Regions from separate parts of the Mus musculus genome. Here all the other regions are linked to region 1. A link is a contact called in public Hi-C and promoter capture Hi-C data. All regions are on one chromosome and are shown on one strand. The core of a region is the stretch at or near the end of the contact, and the rest is flanking DNA. Distances in the headings are between cores, read along the strand shown. Region 1 holds the start of Arl6ip6 (ADP-ribosylation factor-like 6 interacting protein 6). Region 2 holds the start of Gpd2 (glycerol phosphate dehydrogenase 2, mitochondrial). Region 3 holds the start of Epc2 (enhancer of polycomb homolog 2). Region 4 holds the start of Mbd5 (methyl-CpG binding domain protein 5). Region 5 holds the start of Cytip (cytohesin 1 interacting protein).

Region 1 (2,700 bases), core at 14-2,513:
CTACCTAGGCCAAGACCACTGGCAAGTCCAAGGTCCCACCTATTTCTTTGTGTGTTCCCGCCCTCCATCTCTCCCCCTTGGGACGTAGCCCACCATCTGCAGCTCTCTTCCTGATATGCTCTTCTCCGTTTGGAGAGAGCTTCCTGTTTCTCTGACTCGGTTTTTCATTGTGCCGCTTTCCCCTACCCCGCCGATCCCTTACCGAGGGCCGTCTCCTCAGGAAGCCGTCAGCAGAGACCCAAGAACTGGAGCACAGGTTTGAGCCGGACAATCTCCGCTCCCCGTCCCCGGGACCCCGCGAGGGAGGTTGGCTCTCCATTTCACTCACCATGAGGCCTCCACGCTCGGCTCCAGTCCCCGGCCTCATCGTCGGGCTCAGACTGCTCCGTCGGCGGCCACTGCCGCTGCACATACCAACAAGAAGCGATCTGAGTGGCTGGCGCCCGCCGGGGCCAAAGGGTAAAGGCTGCCCTGAGCTGCGGGGCGGGATCAGCGGGGCCAATAAACTGACAGGCTTCCCTACTGTCCAATCAGAGCGCGAGACCGACAGGCAGCTCTGCGGCGATTCGCCCCCTGCCTCGCTCGGCGTCGCCTGCATGGAGGGGGGGGGAGGGGGGACGGAGGAAGTTTCTGCGTCGAGTGCTCTGCCGGGGAAACTCTACCAACTTCCCCCAGGAAAGGGGACACGGCGGGGACCCAGATTCCCGGGTTCGGGCCACCGCACCCCGTCGGGGGGTGGGGCAGTGGCGTCCAGCCCCTCGCCCTAGTTACGTTCGCCCCACAAACCTGAGGCCACCAGGGGTGGGGTGGGGGTGGGGCGGGGGAAGCGGCACCCGGCGTTAGCGGCCTAGTGCGCGCGCGCGCGGTTGCCCTGGGGAGGGGGTCGTGCCTTTGGGGGTGGGGGGGAGAAACTCGAGAGCTGCGCGCGCGCCCGGCATAGTGAAGGGCGGAGGCGCGAACTGTATCTGGCGGGGAGCGGTAAAGACAGAGATCTCTCGCCCGAGGGAGGAAGCGACTGGCGGTTAGGAAGGCGCGGAACTGCGGTCATGGGGCTCGAGAGGTGCGTGCCCACAGGACCCGAAAGGGTGGAATAAATGAGAGTGTTGTCGCGGCGGGCCATGGGCGCGCGCTCCCACGGCGCCTCCGGAAGCGGAGTCCCCGGGTAACCCGCTCTTGCACTCCCCTACGGTTCTGCGCGCGGTGGTTGGGTCCGCCGACGGCCGTCTCTGATTGGCTGTAGCCGGGGCGGGGCGTGGCGGTGGTGGACAGCCGACCTTCGCGGGACTCTCAGTCTTTCCCGCCATGTCGTTCGTGGAGAGTTGGAGGTTTGCGGGCGCGCGGAGGCGCCGTCAGGTTACCCCAGGCCCTGCGACTCGGCCCGGGTATTCCGACTACACTCAGGGGGACAGCTGGGGTGAGGGCGAAGGCGACGAAGACGAGGGATGCGACCAAGTGGCCCGCGACTTGCGGGCAGAGTTCTCAGCCAGGGCGTCGTCGGAGACCAAGAGGGCCCCGCTACTCCCCCGGGTCGGGGACGGGTCTCCGGTCCTGCCGGATAAGCGCAACGGCATCTTCCCGGCCACTGCGGCCAAGCGAACCCAGGCTCGGCGGTGGCCCATCCAAGCCCTTTCCATTCTCTGTTCGCTGCTGTTCGCCGTCCTCCTTGCTTTCCTTCTCGCCATCGCCTACATGATCGTTAAAGGTATTGAAGCCCAGGCCTTGAAAGGCTGTCCAGCGTAAAGTGCAGCCAGTACATCACACGCCCCCATTCACACTCTCCTCCCAAAGCGTTCCCTCGAGACTGCTATCGTCCCTTTTGTCTTCTCTCCCTAGATGGACGTCCTTGCTCCGTCATGAGACCCATTTAGAAAAGATCTTTGGCTAAATCTACAGTCTTTAATGCCGTAAAGGCATTGAACACTTTGAGTTGAAACAGCAGAGCCCCTTACTTTTAAAAGGATCAAAAAAGTACGTGTAAGAAAGTACTGCTGTACGTCCTAAGGCTGATGTTAAGAGACATGCTGGGTTTGCACTGTTCTCTGAACCTAGGACAAGGATCCCCACCCCCACCCCATCCCAAGTTTCTACTTTTCTCTCTCTCTCTCTCTTTCTTTCTTTTTTTCTTTTTTGAGACAGGGTTTCTCTGTATAGACCTGGCTGTCCTGGAACTCACTTTGTAGACCAAACTGGCTGGCTTTCTTTCTTTCTTTTTTTTTTTTAATATTCTTTTTTAAAAATTTTTATTAGATATTTTCTTCATTTACATTTTAAATGCTATCCTGAAAGCCCCCTATACTCCCCCCCCCCCCGCCCTCTCGCCCTGCCCCCCTACCCACCCACTCCCACTACTTGGCCCTGGCATTCCCCTGTACTGGGGTATATAAAGTTTACAAGACTAAGGGGCCTCTCTTGCCAATGATGGCCGACTAGGCCATCTTTTGATACATATGCAGCTAGAGTCAAGAACTCCGGGGTGCTGGTTAGTTCATATTGCTGTTCCACCTATAGGGTTGCAGTTCCCATTAGCTCCTTGGGTACTTTCTCTAGCTCCTCCATTGGGAGCCCTGTGATCCATCCAATAGCTGACTGTGAGCATCCACTACTGTATTTGCCATGGCCTTGATTTCTGAGTTCAGAAACCCGCCTGCTTCTGCCTCCCAAGTGCTGGGATTAAAGACACATCACCACGGCTTGGCTAAG
Region 2 (2,838 bases), core at 22-2,521, 4.0 Mb after region 1:
AGCTGGAACTCGGATGTTTGGGACTCAGGTAGCCACTAGCTCAGATTGTTTGCATTTCTGCCAAGTTCTCAGGTGATGCTGTACCAGGCACCATAGCTGTACTGTGAAAGGCACATTTTAAACGCTAAAGATTCCCTGGCTTATTTCCAAACCCTTTCAGTGGTACAGCGACAGAAGCTTAGTTCGTAAATTTAGCGTGTCCAAGGCCAGGAACAAGTTCTTTTGCCTTTACAGAGGGTTTGTTTGCCATAAGTTACTGTGAGTTTGTGACCCCAAACTATAGGCATTTCTACAGGGTTTAAGAATACTATGTATGTGACTTAGCAATTGATTACTAAACACTGCTACAATTTCCTTCAAACTAATTTGGCACGAGGAGCTTTTCGGATCAGTCCCTGCCTACTTTTCAACACCATAATCTCAGGATTTAAAGTGGGGTCTTTCGGAACCCGAACTGAGCCCTCCTTGGGTACCCTTGGTTTTGCTTAACCCTTTTAGTTGCAACAAGTGAGCTGGGCATGCTCAGTGGGCAGGGTCGGGTTGGGAGGGGGTGCAAGTGGGAAGCCTGTGGCTCCGCAGCCAGGGTTCTCCGCCTCCCCCCACCTGTACGAGGCCCGGCCCGCTGGGCCAGCGCTCAGCATCCCACCCTTGCTGATTTGGCTTGTTCTTCTCAGCGGGTCCCGGTGCTAACATTCAGGCCCGGGGTCCACAGGCCTGGAGCGCCCACAGAACACGCTGGGGTATCTGGGCCGAGAGCTGCAGGCCGAGTCCCTAGAGTCCCCCGACTCCTAGACGCCTTTCTAGGCCCAGGGAAGCCTGGCGGCTGGGAGGCGCGGAGGAGGGGACGCCGGATCTAAGGGCGCGCGACGGGTGATCAGGTAAGGCAACCCCGGTAGGCAGCAGGCGGGGGAAACGTCCTCCCCCTAGGGCAGATGGCAGGAGTGGCCCGCGTGGGGAGGGACAGAAACCCAACACCACAGCGGCTTCCCCGGCCTAGCTCAGCCCTCTCTTCTTTCCTCCAGCTAGCAAGGAGTGGCAGGGTATGGAGTCGTGCTCCGCCGGGGCTCAGGGCAGGATCGATAACCTCGGGCATGGCCAGCCCACGTCCCTGCGAGACCCAGAGCGCCGGGTCTGCAGCCGCCCTTTCCCACCGGCTGCACTTCCGCATTTCCCTGCCGGGCAGAGTCGCCCGGGCCGCGGTGTCGCGGCGAAGGCGGTGGCTGAGTTGCCGGATCATCCCCCGGGGAGGCGGAGGCGCACGAGGGGAGGAGGAAGTGGCCGGGAGGGGCGTCGGCGGGCGGGTCGGGTTACGGTGGCCCCGCCTGACCCGGTGACATCCCGGCGCGCTCGCCGCGAGCTCAGGGCCACTCTGGTTCTCGGTGAGGCCGACTCCGTTCTGGCTGGAGGATCCTGACTCCCTTGCTCGCCGACCCCTTGCGCGTGACGACCGATCTCAGGTGTGTGCGTCCTGGCGACCTGGTCCTCTGCCTCGGCTTCTAGGAGGAAGTGGTCCCTCTCTGACTTGTGTGACTCGGTGGGACTGCGGTGTGGCGGAGGTGGAGGTGGTGGTGGCGGGAAACTGGGGCGAGACTGTGAATTTGTTCCCACCAACGGAGGAGGAGCACAATTCTCATTCAGGGTTAGGCGAGACTGGAATACGTTTGAGATACGCTTTACCTAGCTGGAGGCAGGGCGTTCCCACATCAATGAAACTTTATGCAAAGTTTTAACTTGTGAAAGTGGCTTGTCTGATGCGGAGGCTTGCTGTTTCCTTCTGAGGTGAGGCGGGGAAGACCCTTCTGCAAGGGGGAGGAGGCTTTCTTTGAGAAACTCAGTTGCCGGGGTGTGACTGGCCCAGGAGGAAATGCAAAGTGTACACCGGCAACAGCCTCCTCTCTCCGCAAAGCAACTGTGTCTTGCCAAAGAAAGTTTGCTGAGTGCTGCAGCTTTAGGAAGGCTTTTAGCAGGTGATGGTCCCTAGACCGTCCTTTATCCCTTAGGAAGATATACGTACTCCTGAAACAGCCTTCCTCAAGCAACACAAGTTCTTACAAAAGTTCAATGACAGGGGCATCTAAGTGTTACAAGAAGTAAATATCCCAGGGGTTGCTACAGAAACAGCCAAAAGTTACATTTGTCAATTTGTGTGAGTAGGTGAGAGAAGGAAGTTGCCCTGTTTGCTTAAAACAAAACTTTGTATCTTGCATGTATTTCAAAGTTTGAGAGTCTTGGAATTTCTCTTTTTGAACGTGGAAAGTGCTGGTGATGGCCTCTCTGGGACCATGGGGCTTCTTGGGAGCTGTTGGTTAGCATATGGGGCCTGGATGCCATTGCCCAGTGGATAGCATGTGCTGTCTCTGGGGCCTTAATGATGAGTGTTGAAACCTCCCCCTGTTTCTCATAGAGACATTAGTCAAACGACCACACTTCCTTCATTTTAGCAACCTAACCCTTCACCTCAGTGAACAATGGGAAAGAATTTGGGATGAGAGACAAAACTGTTAGAACTCTGCTTTCTGAGAGCATTAGTCACATAGTCACCTTATAAATAAGTCATTCTAGGAACCATGGGAAGGCAGTTGCATGCCTCACTGTTAATGAAAAGGGCACAGAGTTAGCAGTTCTCAGTGGATGTCACACCCCACTGCTGAGTCTTATAACTAATGCTTCTTATAGACAGTCAAAAAAGAGTTGATTGTCACTGTGGATGAATGAGATGAATGATGTTGACATACTGATAGAATTCTTACATTATCCTGTCCATAGTCAGGATGTAAGTTTTTTTTTTTTTTTTAAGATTTATTTTATGTATATGAGTACACTGTACTTGTACAGATG
Region 3 (2,895 bases), core at 289-2,788, 3.7 Mb before region 1:
GAGGGTAACACTCACAACAGCACAGGCTCACAACCATGTGAAAGGTGTTGCTTACAAGAATTGAGCCACAGTCTGTTTGCATTGTTACCAGTAACAAGTGGACATAAAACAAAGCCACTGAATAACATCCCAAAGTGTCCCCGGACAGACTGGTTAGATTATTTTGTGTTACCAGGAAGTCAATATTCACCATTCAGCTTTCAAAGGAAAAGCTGGAGACAAGGGGGAGGGGGGGAGAGGGAGGGAAAAAAAAGCAGGGAGAGAAGAAAATAGAGAAAAATAATGGGTGGCAATGAAGAGAGATAGATGGTTTTGCTATATTAAGACATGACAAAGAAACCCGTTTTTATTGTTGGACTTTAGCAAACCATCTACCCTTTTATGAGCTAGGTAGGGTATTTTTCAATGATTAGAAAATGGTAAAACTGTTGCACAGTGAGGCAATTTGCTTAGAAACATGTACTGCTTAAAGACTAAGAAACTGCAACAAAGGTTTGTATCAATAGTGACTAGTATTTAATTGAGTCAATTTGATTCCTTTTTGCAGAGCTTTTGCAAACCACTTCTGGCCAAAACTATGTCTAATTTCTTTGACCTGTCACAGCAACTGACTATAGATGTCATGTGGTAATTAACTTTCCATCACTCTTTTGTGTGGTCTGTATCATTTTCTTCAAGAATTTACTTTTTTTTTTTTTTTTTTTTTGGCCCATCATCTTTGCAGCTGCCCTTTCAAGTAGTTACGACTCTTGTTACTAATTATCCAGCAGTTTAGTTGTAACACAGTAACACGCAAACTAATTGGAGTCCGGAACTTTATTAAACTCTTTTTGAGTCGTCACTGTAACCAGTGTTTTCACATACTTTGGTTAGAGATTTCAAGAAATGCCAACCATCAAACTAAGAAAGTTTGGATGACAGGTGCAAGTCCGCTTGTTGCCGCGTCCAGCAACTATTTCAAGTAGCAGTCTCCAACTACTGACCCTCCTGTCTACCCGAGCATCCTCTCGGCGGTGCCTAACTCTGGAGAGCTCCTCTGGACAGGGACTGCCCAAGTTCTCAGGGCGCGAGACGCAGCAGGGCTGTGCCTCTCGGCGTGGGCAGACGCAGCGGACTTGTCGGACCTCCCCGGGGATGCGCAAACCCGAGGCGCGAAACCAGCCAGCAGGCGCCGGGGCGAGCAGAGCTGTCCAAGTGCAGACTCGAGGGGCGGCCGGTGGCCCGGGGGCGGAGGCCTCCTGTCCCCCCGAGGCGAGCGGTCCTAGGCACTGAGCCTTCCCGAGGGAGCCCCGCGCGGAGCGAGTCGGCGGCGGAGGCACCGAGGCGCCCGCTCCGGAGCCGGGGACCGAGCGCACCTGGCACCTGCCGCCCCGCCTGCGTGCCGAGCGTCCCGCCGAGGAGGGCCACCGGGACTCGGCTCGCTCTCGCCGGCTGGGCTGGCCGCGCCTCGCCGCGGAGAGAGTGGGTGGGCAGGCAGGGGAGGGAAAGGAAGGAGGGAGGGAGGGAGGGAGGGAGAGGGCGACGCGCGTCCCCGAGGCGGGGGCGCGCTCTCGCGCGGGCTGCCGGGATCGCTCGCCGCCGCTGTGGTAATGTCCGCCATGTTGGCCATGGCGCAGGGAGCGGATCGGGCGGGCGAGCGGCGGATCTAGAGTGTGGAAGCGGCCGCGGGCGGCGGGGGGCTGTTCTGGGGCGGGGTGGGCGCCCATGCTGGGGCCGGGGGCACTGCGGAGGAGGAGGAGGAGCGGGCCGGCCGCGCTGCACTGAGGAAGGAGGTGGAGGAGGCGGCGGGAGTGCTCCCCCCCCCTCCCCGCCCGCCCCGCCGCCGCCGCCCGGGCTGTTCCTGTAAGGCGGGGAGACAATGAGTAAACTCTCCTTCCGAGCGCGGGCGCTGGACGCCGCCAAACCGCTGCCCATCTACCGCGGCAAGGACATGCCTGATCTCAACGACTGCGTCTCCATCAACCGGGCCGTGCCCCAGATGCCCACCGGGATGGAGAAGGAGGAGGAATCGGTAGGGACTCGAGTGTTTATTACCCCCCCCTTCCCTCCTCCCCCCTCCCCTTTGTCAGCCGGGCCTCGCCATTCACAGAGCGCTTCTACGCTCGCTGGAGGGCGCCGCTGCCGCTGCGCGCTCCGGACCCTACGCCGGCGGAGTAGCGTAAACCCGTCGGCCGGCGCAGCGCCCGCCCGCGGCCGCCATGTTGTTGCGTCCCAGTGTTGTGATTAGCTCTCGGCGCCGCTTACGCTGCCGTAAGGGGGCCCTGCCGTAAGCAGCGGCCGGGAATGGCGCAGGGATGCGCCGGCCCGCACTTGGCGTACAGCCTCTGTTTACCTCGTAGACATCTCGCCGGGAGCGGGGTTAATGGGTCGAGAAAGGGTCCTTGGGCTAAGGCGCTATTTTCGTTGCGTTTTAAAATTTGTGCGTGCACGAAATTGCCTTTGAAACAAACGATCTCGGGAAAGTAGAGCTCTTTCAAAACATGCATCTTCCTGCTAGTGGGGTGATGGGTGATGGTTTGCGCTGCCCGCTAGAGGTGCCGCGGGAGTAGGCGATGCATCCCTGCGGCCGGGCAGCGACCCCCGGTCCGGACTCTGCGTTAGCGAGTCCTCTGATCTGCACGCCGGCTTCGCCTGCCGGGCTGGCCCCTCCTCGGTTGTGCGGAATTAGGACGGAGCCCGAATGCTTGAAACTGGCCTCCAGGCCCGCGCTTCCCGTGCAGCGAGCGTCCGGGGAAGTTGCATGCGGGATGGCTGTTTACAACTTGAGGGCTCAGAGCGTCCGCATTGACAGTTGCGTTTTTGACCAGATGTTAAAATTTGGACAAAATGCTGTTTCCTTCTTCCCGGGGGTTAAGTTATACCCAAGACTGAATTTCCTCCGATTTGACAGTGTTT
Region 4 (2,700 bases), core at 109-2,608, 4.2 Mb before region 1:
AAATTTTAGGGCACTGGAGTTTTGTTTTGAACCCATCTGACATAATTACCTCCCTAGGACGAAGGAAAAAAAAAAAAAAGCACCGTGCAATGGATACATTAAATAGCGTACTGTATAGACTTGCACCAAGAACAATTCGGGAAAATGTGTAACTTTTAACAGACTGAATCCTACTGAGCAGAACTAAAATAGTTAAGACTAAGTAAGAGTAAGTGCGAAGATCTCCGATTTTGAATTTTTTTTAATGTAACTTGGATTATTAAAGACGAGGTAATAGTCCTCCGATGTATCTTGACAAAAACCAGCTAAAAGACTAACGAAGAAAGTTAAAATGAAAAAGAAGCCGTTATTTCACTATAAAAAAAAGAAACACCCAGACAAAAAGCTTTCTCTTTAGCTCCACAAGAAAAGAATATTTCAAGGCTTTTCTTTTTTAGTGACAAAACTCTGTATGAAAGACCAAACAATCCCAAGCATCCTCAAACGGGCAGTCTTTTGTGTTTGCAGCATTAAGGCAGAGAGCATGCAGGGAGCCCTCACTCAGACCTTTCCTGCCCGTTCCTTGCCTACATGCCTACAGCTTCTCCAAAATCCCAAAGAAAACAGAAAAGTCAGGAAGGCAGGATGTGTATGAGCAAGGCTACCGCAGAAGCTGATCAAAAGGCACACATCTGGTTAGGTTTTTCCAAATATGTCGCACGCTCTAAAGCAGGTAGTGCTTCTCTCTCTGCAGAGAACCTGACCTCTCAACACTGCCCAATCATGTTCCTCACCCAAAAGCCTTCTGTAGCCCGTCTCTGCTGAGCTCTGTGCCCGCTTCGTCCACAGCAGCTCCCGGAAGCCGAGAGCCAGGGGCAGGCCTCCTGCTTTAGGCCTACCCGGCCTGCACGAGCCTCCCACTCCCCTCAGATTGTCCACCCGCCCGTAGCCACTGCGGCCCTCACCTTGCCTACGAGACCGGCCTTACCTCTCCCAGTCAAGCCTGCCTAAATCGGGCAAAGCCGGCCGCCGCCGACGGTGAGGACCGAAGGATGTTCACCACCTTCTCAGTCCCGCTGCTCCTACTGCAGCCCACCGCGCACAGCAACTCCCAGCATGCACGGCGACCGGCCGGCTTTGGCGGCCCCGCCCCCGCTCCGCCCCACCACGTGACCTGCTTTCAGGTCGGTCCCCGCCTACTTCCGTCCCTCCGCTCTCCCAGAGGAGGGAGGAGGCAGCTGGGGCTGCTCTAGAGTAGCAACTTCCTCCCTCTTCCCGCCCCCGCCCGGCTACCCCCTGCTTACAATGGCTTCCGGGTCGCCAGCGCCTTGGAGCCTTCTGGGAAAACCATCTCATTTCCTCCCCTCCCCCTCCTCCTTGCCTTCCACCAACCAGCCTCCCGTCAGAACGGGACATGCGCAGTGAGTGCCTCCCGTCTCGTCTCCCCGAGCCCCCCCTCCCCCCCAAGCAGAGAGACCCCAGCAGCAGCAGCAGCTGATGATGAAGAGAGAGGCAGTGGCAGAGGGGGGGCACCTTTTATTTCTATTTTTAAAGGGACAGGACACTAATTTTACCCCACTTCAACCTTGAATTGAGGGGGGTGGGGGGAAGGCGGCCGAGTTCCTCCCCCACCCTCCAGCTCTGAGCCCCGAGTGGGGGAATTGAGCCTGAGAGAGGAGAGGAGTTTCTTCTTCTTAGAAAAACCCCCATCCACGACTCCTACCCGCTCAGCCCTCCACACGCCTGCTTCCAGAGCCCCCTCCACCCTCCTTCTCTGTGGCCGGGAGAGAAGGAGAGAAAGAGACCAAAAGCCTCTTAGCAACACAGACCCTTGGCTGCTGCTGCTGCTACTGCTGCTGCTGCTGCTGCTGTTGCTGTTGCTGCTGCTTGGCCCTGGCTGAAGACATCTCCCTACACCGGGAGCAGCCACTTCCCCAGCTCTCCTCCTCCTCCTTCGCCTCCTCCTCCTCCACTCCCCCCCTTTATTACCCTTTGTGTCATCCTCCACAGCTCCAGGGAAGGCACTCAAAAGTGGGGGGCAGGAAAGGTAAGTGTGTCTGTGGGGGCTCCATTGCCTTCCTCTGGCTCTGACTTTCACTCCGGGGCAGCAGTAGCACCAAACCTCATACGCAGTGGAGCTCCGGGGTGAGGAGGGGGTGGTGCTGGGGGGGGGGGGAGTGAAGGAGGGGCGGGAGTGAGGAGGGGTGTGTGAGGTGGGGTGTCCACCCTGTCAGGGAAGGAAGGACACTTTTATTTTTATTTGCTGTTGTCAAAAGTGCTTTCTCCAGCTAACATCTGATTGTGTCTTGCTTCACTGGGGGAGAATACAAAAACAACCCCCTCCTTCCTCCAATGAGGCGCCAGGGAAAGAGACAGAAAAGAGGCATACTTTCTGGATGTCACTTAAAAAATTACGTTTGGAGAGATTTTTTTTTCCTCTTTCCTCAGGAAAAGCTGCCTGCATTTGTTTCTGAGTGGGAAAATGTCGGGATCTGAATTGTGTTGGAACTGCTTTAACCAGTTGTAGACCTGAGTGTTTCTCTCTCTTTGCTTGTCTGTGGCTTGGATATTGACTTTAGTGTTGAAAGACTTGACTGGTTTTACGTTAGGTGTTTAGCTTCTCCATTTTTCATTTTGTCTGAATGGCATAGCGAATTTCAAATTTTACTTCATAAGGCCTTTGGTTGGATTTTACACTTGTCTCTCTCTCTCTCTCTTTTT
Region 5 (2,700 bases), core at 188-2,687, 5.0 Mb after region 1:
TTGTATTATAAAAACACGTTGGATTGAGAATGACAATCAACTACTAGCAAATGAGCTTCATCACTGTGGAAAATGCCAAGGAATCCACTCACCACATCAGGTCCTGACTCTCCCCTACGCTTCAACTTTGTAATGCTGAAGTTAGATGAGCTCAGAGGAGAACACAATATGCACAATGTAGTAAGCCACAAAGCTGTGTTTTAAGTCAGTTCTAAACATCTTGTGCATGACTGTTTATATAAATTCAAATACACACCTTGGACCTTATAGAAAAGTATATGATCAAAATACATAAAGTGGTATATAGTTCATTCTTATGTATTACAAATGGAAGACCAAAGATTCAGAACAAATTCACTAGACACATACTTTTCCAGTTGAGTTTTCATCTCTAAAGACATTTCATAAAAATTTTCGAACAGCCTTTATTGAGTGCTGAGTGCCCTGTACATTTCCTTACTTAAAGGGCAGAGGGTTCAAGGAAGTTGTTTCTGCTGTTACCTAATCAAGTGAATGGAGTTTAGTTTGATAGCTTCCTTTTCAGAAAGACATAATGTGAGGGGGGCAGCTACCAACTTGCTCTGTATGCCACAGCTACCAAGCAGCCCATTCACCTCCCCGAAATAGTCCTACTTCCCAATAGCCCAAGGTTCTATCATTGCTCCAGGACTGAAGAATTCACTTGGCTGACAGAGGTAGTGTTCAAGGAGAAGTCTTCTCTCGATTGTGAACTGACGGGGCCTGGAGGTAAGCCCAGAGGGAGACAATGAACAGACACACAAACGGAGGAGTGTTGATCGTGTGGGTTGTGTACCTGTAAACGACCTTCATGTTCATTGTTCTCAACAACTTTCATTTTACCTGAGCACATCTTTAAATGAAGATAAATATTTGAGTCTTACTTTAAAAAAAAAAAAAAGTGACTGTTTTTCTATCCTTCAACTGTGATACTATCTCTGGTAGACATGTCACCTCCCCCCTCACATGTACTCTCAGTCATTAACTCCTAAGTTAATTGGGTAGTAGACAGAGGTTCTCCTCAGGGAAAAGAACTCTCCTTTGAATAAGAACCGAAATGACTCCTAAGCGCGGGGAATAAGGCTGGTAGTCAAAGTTAACAGAGACACGCAGGAGCAGGTACCACTTTCAGCAGAGGTCAGGCAAACGTGAACACTCTAGACAGCGCAGCAACCTTACCTGCTTTCGTCCCCGGGGCAAAGTAGCTACAGTGTCTGCCAGCACTTGAATCCTTCGGTTGTCTTCCATCGTGAGCTGGCCCGTGAGGACGGAGTAGGAGCCGTAGGCAGAGTCAGCACAGTACTCCAAATTGCCATTGCTGCCCTGCCGCTGCAGAAACCTTTGCAGAGACATTGTGGGCAAAGATTAATCCCGCCAACACATGGTTCCCTGGCCTTGCAGGAGGGAGGAAGCGAAATGCACAGCCCTCTGACACGCAGTCGAAAAAGTAGCAAAGCCAACAGAACCCATGTGACTGCTGTGGTTTGAGACACTGTTGCACAAAGCCTATAGAGGAGGTCACTCCTACTCTCCAGTGCTCCTGAGAGAACCTTGCGTTCCTTTTCTACAATTAAAAAAAAAAAAAAAGAAAAAGAAAAAAATCAGTGTACTTTTCCTCCCTCAAACAGCCGGAACATAGAGTTTGATACTCTATGGCTACGGGTACTCAAAACAGAATTTTCCAGAGAAAGAAAAGAAAAGAAAACAACTTTGTTCAAGTTCGCTCATTTGCTTCCTACCCGTTTGCTCATTTAATATTAGCACCCCCGTGCACTTAACAGACTGTGCCCTCACTCACTCTTTTGGCTGTAAATGTCACAGGTGCTGGCCAGGTTGTTCTCTGGTAAAGTCCTTGTGGTGTTCCTCCCTCTACCTCATTAAAGTTCATCAAAAATGCATTCTGTCCCTAGAGCTGTAGCCGTTTGACATTCACCTAATTGCCTTTATGCCGCTTTATTCTTACCGCAATTACCCATCAGCTTTATAAGAACATAACGGGGAGGGGAAGGAAAGGCAGCGTATTTAGTGCAGAACATTGTTCGTATCTGGGGCTACTCATACCTACAACTTTAGGGGGGAAGAAAGCAGTGGGAAAGAAGGGGGTAGTCAAGCTGAGATAACACAGGATGGTTCCTGTGGCAGTGTGCCATCACGGTGGGGGGAGGGACTTGAAAACAGTTGCTTTTTTTATTTTTTAAATTTTGTATTTTTCAAGTAGTTGAAGATAACGGGTTTCACCCAGAAGCAGGAAAGTACGTAAAAGGCAGAATCAAAGCAAAAATAAAAAGGAGAAGTTTTAAATAGCACAGAAGTCAAACACGCACGTAAAAGTCGTTTGGAAGGTCACTACTAGAGTTTACAAGAGTTAGAAAAGCTCCGAGCTAGAATGGAATGCGTGCACTAGAACTCGAAGTGGGTTCAACCCAAGCAGAACTGGCCAAGTGTGAGTCATAAAGTCGTCAGAATTAATGAAAAGAGGAAGCCGGATCGGAGAACGGTAACGCTCTAACACAGCATGACTCCTTACTGTTGGAACTGAATAAGAATAGAAAGAAGACGATGTCCCTTAAAACATATAAAATCTAAGTTGGAGATTACAAGCACACATCCTTCTAGGGGGCAGATATGTGTAATTCAAAAGAAAGTGCTGGTAACTTTGGTAGCTTAACAATTTTTTTTTTC

Evidence for each region. Promoter capture Hi-C pulls out the DNA fragments that hold promoters and counts their contacts. A called contact is a pair of places that touch in the nucleus more often than the background predicts.
Region 2: a Hi-C map of CD8 T cells shows a contact between it and region 1, with 11 times the contacts expected there. The contact joins the promoter of Gpd2 here to the promoter of Arl6ip6 in region 1. A contact is called at or near these places in 2 of 39 promoter capture datasets (cranial neural crest and pre-B cells) and 1 of 484 Hi-C or Micro-C datasets (CD8 T cells).
Region 3: a Hi-C map of muscle stem cells shows a contact between it and region 1, with 7 times the contacts expected there. The contact joins the promoter of Epc2 here to the promoter of Arl6ip6 in region 1. A contact is called at or near these places in 1 of 39 promoter capture datasets (pre-B cells) and 3 of 484 Hi-C or Micro-C datasets (CD4 T cells, muscle stem cells and regulatory T cells).
Region 4: a contact with region 1 is called in a promoter capture Hi-C map of pre-B cells. The contact joins the promoter of Mbd5 here to the promoter of Arl6ip6 in region 1. A contact is called at or near these places in 1 of 39 promoter capture datasets (pre-B cells) and 2 of 484 Hi-C or Micro-C datasets (B cells and CD8 T cells).
Region 5: a contact with region 1 is called in a promoter capture Hi-C map of pre-B cells. The contact joins the promoter of Cytip here to the promoter of Arl6ip6 in region 1. A contact is called at or near these places in 2 of 39 promoter capture datasets (the C10 cell line and pre-B cells) and 1 of 484 Hi-C or Micro-C datasets (B cells).

The regions. Positions count from the first base shown.
Region 1 is chr2:53,190,821-53,193,520 of GRCm38.p6, forward strand. Arl6ip6 (ADP-ribosylation factor-like 6 interacting protein 6) reads left to right here and starts at 1,264. Exons shown (of 4, transcript NM_022989.4): 1 at 1,264-1,702. The coding sequence starts at 1,303. It overlaps Prpf40a (pre-mRNA processing factor 40A), which reads right to left and starts at 434. Exons shown (of 26, transcript NM_018785.3): 1 at 203-434. The coding sequence starts at 412.
Region 2 is chr2:57,237,111-57,239,948 of GRCm38.p6, forward strand. Gpd2 (glycerol phosphate dehydrogenase 2, mitochondrial) reads left to right here and starts at 1,272. Exons shown (of 17, transcript NM_010274.3): 1 at 1,272-1,457.
Region 3 is chr2:49,449,948-49,452,842 of GRCm38.p6, forward strand. It overlaps Epc2 (enhancer of polycomb homolog 2), which reads left to right and starts at 1,539. Exons shown (of 14, transcript NM_172663.4): 1 at 1,539-2,011. The coding sequence starts at 1,859.
Region 4 is chr2:48,948,150-48,950,849 of GRCm38.p6, forward strand. Mbd5 (methyl-CpG binding domain protein 5) reads left to right here and starts at 1,359. Exons shown (of 17, transcript NM_029924.2): 1 at 1,359-1,400. It overlaps Orc4 (origin recognition complex, subunit 4), which reads right to left and starts at 1,118. Exons shown (of 14, transcript NM_011958.4): 1 at 968-1,118.
Region 5 is chr2:58,158,685-58,161,384 of GRCm38.p6, forward strand. It overlaps Cytip (cytohesin 1 interacting protein), which reads right to left and starts at 1,438. Exons shown (of 8, transcript NM_139200.4): 1 at 1,198-1,438. The coding sequence starts at 1,371.